Regions from separate parts of the Mus musculus genome. Here region 1 is linked to region 2. A link is a contact called in public HiCAR-type data. All regions are on one chromosome and are shown on one strand. The core of a region is the stretch at or near the end of the contact, and the rest is flanking DNA. Distances in the headings are between cores, read along the strand shown.

Region 1 (3,803 bases), core at 784-3,283, 2.5 Mb after region 2:
ACAGTCATTTATTCTCAGTTTTATTGATCAGTTAGGCGTTTCTGCAGTTACCATTGACCATTGCAAAAGAAAACAAACAAACAAACAAACAGCTGCTCTGTTCAAAGCTGACAGTAGCACTACTCTATGGGCACACACTTTAGAAGGCAATTTAACCAGAATAACCTATCCGTTTGTTGGGGTTCAGGAATTTGCCACACACACCATCGCAGTTAAGCAAGAATAGTTTATTGAACACACACCATAACACTGGATGCCTAGGTCCACAAGAAGGAAAAACCTAATTGTGGCACCAGTCTGCTCTCATAGTAGACTTTCTATAGGAAAAACAAACAAACAAACAAAAAAACAGGTACAGGCCGGGCATGGTGGCGCACGCCTTTAATCCCAGCACTTGGGAGGCAGAGGCAGGTGGATTTCTGAGTTCGAGGAAAGTCTGGTCTACAGAGCGCGTTCCAGGACAGCCAGGGCTGCACAGAGAAACCCTGTCTCGAAACAAACAAACAAACAAACAAACAAAACAAAACAAAACAAAACCCAAAAAACAAGGTACAGAAGTTTAAAGGGCAAGGAAGGCTCACGAGGCAAAGTATATCAGCTGATGGGTCCTGAGTAAGGTAAGGAAAGTGTCGGGATGCATGGTGAACAGGGGAATTTCAGGACATCGAGATAACAGAGCATGAGTGTTATAACTTTTTAGCTTATTAGAAGCATTCTTCACTGTCAGCCACAAAAACCACAGTGAGCTCATATGTAGGTGCAGGAAGGGCTGTCCGGTGGTCAGCTCTAACTCAAGCCGTTTTACACAGAACAGTTCGTGTTGACCTTTGATTTGATGGAATTTCTTAAGATTAGCAAACCTCATACATAACATTCAGAACATACAGGACAAAACCATGGTTATGTGGTCAGCATGTTCTTGAGCCAAGTCACTTCTTGGTCAGTGAGTGGCAGGCATGTTAGAGTAGTAATATAACTGGCAAGCATGGAACAAAATGGCTACAGTTATGGGGGAAGGGGTGTCAGACCATAATATATTTATCCAAATAGCTGCAATAGCCTTTTACTAGAGACCACAACCTTGTTAGCCATGGGCTTTTGACCTGCTTAACCTTACCAGAGGTGGATTCCCTCCTGTGAAGGGAGCCTCAAGTCCACTCAAAGTGGTGGGTTTCCTCCCCATTTACTGATTTGCACTCATTTTCTTTATTTTTTTATTAGATATTTTCTTTATATACATTTCAAATGATATCCCGAAAGTTCCCTATACCTTCCCTCGGCCCTGTGCACTCATTTTCCATTTAAAATTTTATTTTACAGTACTTTCACTAAGCGATTTAAATTAATCTTTAAAACAACTGGACATGCATCCCATTCTATTTATCTGGCCAGACAGGTATTGACTTAGCCCCTGGAATATAGTAGTATACGTATACTGCACAGGATCCAGTGTCCATATAGCTATTCTCTATTCCGGGGGGACAATAATTTCAGTAGTGGTATTTTGAAGAAAAGTGTACAGGGTAACTATTTAAAAATGAGAACCACGTTAATTATAATTAGGGTGGTGAAAGAAGGCTTAAGCTAAGAACTGAATGAACCTGACATGGTAATGGTTAAAACAGGCGAATGTGTTCAGGTTTCTTTCTCTCTGGGACCAGGCTGTTTGAAAAACTGCTCCATCTTCGCGTACACATAGTACCGCGACTTCAAATTTTATGCACGCCTCTAATTTTGTTATACTACGACCGAGAAGCGGAGGTTGAGTGATCAGCAAGGTGACCACGGTGTTGGACAGAGCGGTGCCGAGGGTTCAAAAGGAAAGGGGACAGAGGCTTAAACCCTGCCTTCTCCTCCTGCTTCCCACGCCCCGGCGGCGCTTCGTAAGACTGTCTCCCGGGACACGACACGGACTCACAAATGCCCAGCACAGTCGGCAGCGCACACCGTCCTGGCCCGGTGCTGGCCAGAAGCACCGCCCACCCCGCCCCCGCTGGCATATTCCGTCACTTCCGCTGTCGCGCCACACCCCCATGACTTCCGGGTCGCCGAGGCCGCCGGCCGCGGCGCACACATCCGTGCTCGCCGGGGTCCGGTCTATGGAGTCAGTTGGCGCGGCAGGCGGCTCGGAGGCAGGAGGTGGTGTCCGAGTGGGGGCCTCTGCCCCGCCAGGATGTTTCCGGGCTTGGCCGCCGCCGCCGCGGCGCACAGGTGCAGCTGGGCGGCGCTGTGCAGGCTCGGTGGCGGCCGGGCAGCGACCCGCGGCCGCAGCCAGGGTGAGTGACGGACCGGTGGAGGCCGCGCCTGGCCTCGGCAGTTGGCCCGCCCGCTTGCCCTTCTCCAACCCAGACAGAGCCTGCCGGTCTCGCAAGGTCCTCACAGGTGTCCCCGCGAGCCGCGGCTACCGGGGAGCGGCCAACCCGCGTAGGGACACCCTGAGGCGGACCTCCAGACCCGGAGGTCTTAGGGCACATCGCGGTGACCCAGGGTGACCCAAACAGGCCGTGGGAAATGGCGGATTCCACCAGCTTGGAGGGTCCCCTTGGGCCGCCGCCGCAGTTCTGTTGCTGCTTAGGTTGAGTGAGGTACTCCTGCGCTACACTTTTTCTTAGTGCCATCCCGTTTTCTTAAATCTCCCTAAATCAAAGTGGATGTCACATACGGATCTTAAGGTGAGGGCTTCTCACAGTTATCGAATGGGCATAGTCTGGGGGACAGGAAACCCACCGAAGTTTGCGGTTATATCGAACAATCCTTTTGGTGACAAAAGTGTCTCCTGAAACTGTACATAAATAACCCTGGGCGCAGGGTGGGATTGAGAGTTTTCATCTTCGTCAGCATTGCTTTCTCAGTCAGATTCAAGTTATTGGAGAGTTTCTAAAGTAGCATCAAACGTGTAAGTCCTGTTTCTGTTCACCTCCCTTGTTCCCGTAGCTTGACACGGAGGACTGCTAGCAGAGCCCAGGAGAGGACAGGACCAAATCCACCGCTAACCCGAGCCCCTCAGGTTCTTGGGATTTGCAAAGAGTGGTTACAGAAACGTTTCTCAAACATTCACAGTCACCCTTCAAAAACTTGGATCGGAAGGCAAAAGCTGCAGCCATTCAGGTTTTTTGATAAAAGCGGTCACACACTCCTGTGCTGGGCAGATAAAGTAGAATATATTCATACCGTATTAAAAGCTGGTTTCTAAGGTTGCAAAAGAATTGATTGCAATACACTGTTTTAGTTTGTTGTTAATGACAGAATACTGTAGCTAGTTTTCCCATGGTGGCGGTATGCCACTTATGAACAGAATGGGCCCTCTGTTTAAAACTCCAAATAAACTTCAACATATTACACAGAAATATATATACATATAGTGGCTGTTAAATGTTGTCCAAAGTGCCCCTTCAGTGTTGGTGAGGTGAGTTGCAGTAGTGTAATTTGTAATTCTTATTCTGGGTAGCTGTCACTGGGCCTAAAATGCTGGGCTCTTTGTCCCATTCTCTGTAGCTCAGATAGTAATTAGTCTCTTCATTTAGGACTACTTTGCAGAGTTCTTTTAGGATGTTTATTACTACAAAAAATTTAGTGTTTTTAACACTTAACACCTTTTTAAATTTGAAACATCACCTTGGTGGAAGTTTTGTTACGGTATTTGAAAGAGCAATCAAAACTATGGTTAAATTTAAAAATCATTTGGAGAAAGTGTGCTATTTAAGTTGGATGCATATTACAAGAAAAACTATTTGAAGCTTTTTGTCTTGTTTTTGTTTGTTTGTTTATGTTTTGGGGGAGAGGGAGTTGGGGATCCAAAGCCA
Region 2 (4,319 bases), core at 1,021-3,520:
CACCCCACCCCATCCCCAGTTAGTGCTATGCTTCTCCAGTTCAGAATGTAAGCTCTCAGCAGGTCCTGCTGCCATACCTACCTGGGGCCACACTTTCCCACGGTGATGGTGATGAGGATGAAACCACAAACCCCAAATGAACCCTTCCTTCTCGAAGGTAGCTTGATCATGGCATTCAGCAGAGCAATAGAAAAGTAACTAAGACAGATACCCTTCGGTACAGATAGAAAGGTCGAACCCAAACTGAGTCACCCAAGAAACTGACACATTTAGATCTGTACTTTATTTAGAAAGGACATTCTTACTCCATTGCTTCCACTCTCTTCCCACACCTTTAATCATGCTACAAATGGGAGACACTGTTGCAACAGGGTGTACCAGGGTAGTGGCCAAGGAGTAAGTAATGATGGGAGACAGTTTGGCGATCTGCTAGGGAGGGGCAAGGGTCAGGGATGACTTCAGGCAGTTCCGACTTGCCCACCTGGAAGAGTTTCTGTGTCTCTTGCTGAGCTACTCAGCACTACAAGCACTCAGGCTTTGATTAGATCTTTTTCCCTAGAGGCACCCAAATCAGTGCTCACTAAGGTGTTAACCCCCACCCCCATCCCCACCCTTCTTATCTTGGGCCACTTTTCAAGCCATCTGATCTACTTTATCTTTTTTTTTCTTTCTATCTCTCATTTAAATCCTAGCCATTCAAATATATTGCTAATGATTGGTCACCTAGGAGCAGCAATTTACAAATCACACACACAAACAAAAACCCAACTTTTTCTTTGACTATTTTATTTGGAAATAAACCACCCAAGACCCTCACCACTTACATTTTAAACAGGACATTATACTGGAATGTGAACTAGTGGGTTCTGGGTCTCCTCAGGACAGACAATTTCAGTGTTGGAGGTTACTGGGTTCTAGTTTAATTGTACCTTGTAGTTACAACAAGGAGTGGGGAATCTATGTATCACTACGTTTTAAGTAGTACCATGCCTGGCTGAAGCATCAAAGTGAAGTGAGAATGGTGAACTTACAGGGCCTTTAAAACATCTTGAAGTAATAACAAGCCATAGACTGAAGCCGGGTTGTTTTAAAACATTACACAGAACTAAAACAATTGAACCAATTTGTCCTTTGTTCTTTTTATTGCGTTCCTTATTACATTAATACTGTTTTAAAAGGAAACTCAAAAGCCTCCGACTCTAGCCTAGCACCAAGCTCAGCGAAGTTGTCCTCGCGCTGGCCTGGTTTCCACGGAAAAAGTGCCTTGAGGCTCTTAAAGTGTGAAAGGAAAGGTCCCGGGGCTGAGCCCCAGGCCAGCCAGAGCTCTCGCCCCAGGTGGGAGGATCTGCCCGAAGTTTGCTAAATTTTCTGGCAGCAAGGCTGACCAGCGAACGCCTTTTCGCTCCAGAGCATCGGGCCCTTGGGGAGTCGCACTCCTCCGGGGGTCTCCACCTTTCCAAGAAAAGTCCCTCCAGGCTGGAAGCGGCCCCTGCAGGGTAGGCGAAAGAACAGGGGCGACCCGAAGTCTCCGAACAGCGCCAGCGCGCAGGCTGCAGCGCGACCCCTGTGCACAAGGCAGCGATCGCTCCTGGAGCACCGCGCTCCCCGACGTAGGGACAGGGCATCCTGGGCCGCAACACCCGCTCCACCGCCCTCTGCCCGGGAGGGGCGGCCCTTCCCGCGGGAGCGAGTGATTGACGGCCTCGCTCCCCCACTCCTCGGCTCGCCTGCGAACCCGGGCTGTGTGTTTTGGAAGCGGCGCTAGGGGCCGTAGAGCGTGTGACGCCCGGAGCGGGCCAACGCCGCCCTTCCTTCCCCCCGGGGCTCGGGCCGCAGCGAGGAGGCCAGGACAGCTAGGGCGGGGCCGCGGGCTCAGGGCGCCGGGCGGAGCGCTCAGGCGGGGTGGAGGCCCAGGGTGGAGAGCCGGGCGGGGGCCGCTCACGCCCAGCCCCGAGGCCGCGCCGCGCCTCCCGGGACAGGTCGAGCCGGCGGGGCGGCGCCCGGCTCCGGGGAATAATGAGTGTCTGTCAGGCTGGCCCCGGGTGACTGGGCGGGGCGCGGGCGGGGGCGGCGCGGGAGGCGGGGGCGGGGAAGGGCAGGGCGGGGTGCGTGTTTGCCAGTGACTCGCCGACCCCTCCGGCGGCTGCCTCCACCCAAGTGGGTGGGGACCCCTCCCAGCCCGGGCGGCTGTGGCGGCTCCCGCTGCCCCTCCCTGACCCTCCCACCCCGGCTCCCAGCCTCTACTTACCCCGCCAGCCCCGGGGAGGCTCGCAGAGCGAGCGGCGCCGGCGTCATGTGACTGCCCAGAGTTGGTGCCAAGGAGCCAGAGGGGAGCGGGGAGCCGAGCCGCGCGGAGCCGCGGCCGGAGCGCAGTGCGAGCGCCACCCGAGCCAACCCCACCCGCGCGTCCGTGCGGTCGCGGTCCCTATCCCGGACGCCGTCCGGCCCGAAGCGCTTGACCTGCCGGCCCGCGGGGTTCCGGGCGCCGGGGAGCCGGGCCTGGGTTTCTTGGCCGCTGCGCTCGGCACCGCGCTTGGCAGAGTAAGTCCCCGCGCCCTCACCTTGCCGTCCTGCGCCCCGCTTTGCGCCGCATCTGCTTGCTTCTCTCTCTTTCTCTCCTTTTTTTTTTCCCTTCGGAGAAAGCAGGACGCGGAGAACGGGTTCGGGGTGCAGCGAGGGCTCCTTCGGGCTTGGGAAAGTGCTTCGGAGCTGGGGTGGAGGAGCGAGGGGGAGGGGATGGCGGGCGGGATCGTGGGATAGGGGAACTCGGTGGATTGGGAGCCCGCGGGCGGGGCTCACCTGTGTGGTCCCGGGTCCCCCGCGCTCGGTTCCCATCGGAGCCCCCGGCGCACCCCGCGAGCGGCCGCGTTGGAAGGAGCCAGGTAGCGGCGAGGCCGCGCGCCTGCTCCTCCCCCTCCCGCCTGGACTCGGGGCTCCCGCCCCCCGCCCGCGCCCCCCAGCTGCCGCCCAGCAAACTTGGAGCCCAGCCTCCAGCGCCCCTGGCGAGAAACTTGGGGGCGATTGGGACTGAAGAAGCATCCCCTTTTCCGTACCCGGAGCGCGCTAACTGCTGGGTCATTTGGCTTGTGGGGGAAGGCAGGGGGGAGGAAAAGAACCACCGAGGTTTGGAGAGACTGCCTTTGGGGACTTGGAGAGAACCTGCCGCAGTGCCTGAAGCAAAGGATTGCAGCGTGGCTAGCAGTGCAGAGCGCCTTCGGTGTTAGGGAACCGGAGCCCTGTAGGGACCACAGGACAGTGGTGTGGACCAGAACCTTTGGATAGCTTGGAGGTGGCAAATAAGAGTTGGAATTGTCATATCCATGTCTTTGGCGGATAACAGAAACACTTCTGTAAATTTTTACTGCAGTACTTACAATAGTAGTATTTTACAATAATACTAATTGAATATGAATGAGCCTTTGAATAATTCAGGTTAAATGGACACTGGATAATGTTTACCTTGTATTCTTCAAAATAAACACTTTACACAGAGTCATTGAGATTTTATTTTACACGGAGTCATGAGATTTGGTTCTAAGAACTTATATTTTTTTTCCTCTAATATTGTTGGAGATACTTTATTCTCAAGAGTGGTGTTGGGGGGGAAGTATGAATTGGTATTCTGAATTCATTTGGATTTGATATCTTGTCACTAAGCAAAATTGAGTGAACGTGGGCCAGTTAAGATAAATGAGAACTTTATGCATAAATTTGAGGAACACTTTTTATAAGAAATTCTGCTTGCATGATAACTTGCCTCATCCCAGGAATGTAACAAACATCTTAATAATTTTGTAAGTTAGGGTTTATGAAGAAAGAGCCCCCTGAGTTATTCCGTGGCTTAAACGTGCGTGTTTACCTTAGGCTGTTTAGAGAAACCTGAAAGAAGATGTTTGATTAATTTATACTCCCTAGAGAAAAATCAGTTTTCTCATCATTGAGGTTTGCTGCAGACCGTCGCCGCTAGCCAAGTCCTGTGGAGGTGCTCTGTAGTGACCATTTGGCTGAAATTAAGGAGAGTATCAAAGTGTAGGAGTGACAGTAGCTGCTTGGGTTGCAAACCCTTCCCAATACAAAACTACATAGCTGTGGAGGGAGCTATTGTCTCTCTGCTGCAAAGTTTCTATATTAAAATGCAATCTTGTTGCTATGGGTACAGCGATGCCTTTCCCCCCTCCCCCCCTTTTTTTTCTTGTTAACCTGTAGTTTTGTCTACAGACCAATCCGTAAGTCCCTGATAATGGAAACCTGAGTTGAGTTAAATCATCTTGGCTAACAACATGTAAAGAAAAAACTACTGTGGGTGGGACTTTAAATGG

Evidence for each region. HiCAR-type assays count read pairs that join an accessible place to other places.
Region 1: a contact with region 2 is called in a HiCAR-type map of astrocytes, with 2.8 times the contacts expected there. The contact joins the promoter of Slc30a9 here to the promoter of Klf3 in region 2. A contact is called at or near these places in 1 of 39 promoter capture datasets (erythroid cells) and 1 of 115 datasets of contacts at active chromatin or transcription factors (astrocytes).

What each region holds. Positions count from the first base shown.
Region 1 is chr5:67,304,922-67,308,724 of GRCm38.p6, forward strand. Slc30a9 (solute carrier family 30 (zinc transporter), member 9) reads left to right here and starts at 2,034. Exons shown (of 18, transcript NM_178651.4): 1 at 2,034-2,276. The coding sequence starts at 2,174. RefSeq lists a cis regulatory region at 1,682-2,405.
Region 2 is chr5:64,801,251-64,805,569 of GRCm38.p6, forward strand. Klf3 (Kruppel-like factor 3 (basic)) reads left to right here and starts at 2,271. Exons shown (of 6, transcript NM_008453.6): 1 at 2,271-2,541. Gm38457 reads right to left here. Exons shown (of 2, transcript XM_006504241.4): 1 at 2,800-4,319; 2 at 1,120-2,709. The coding sequence starts at 3,039. The coding sequence ends at 2,245.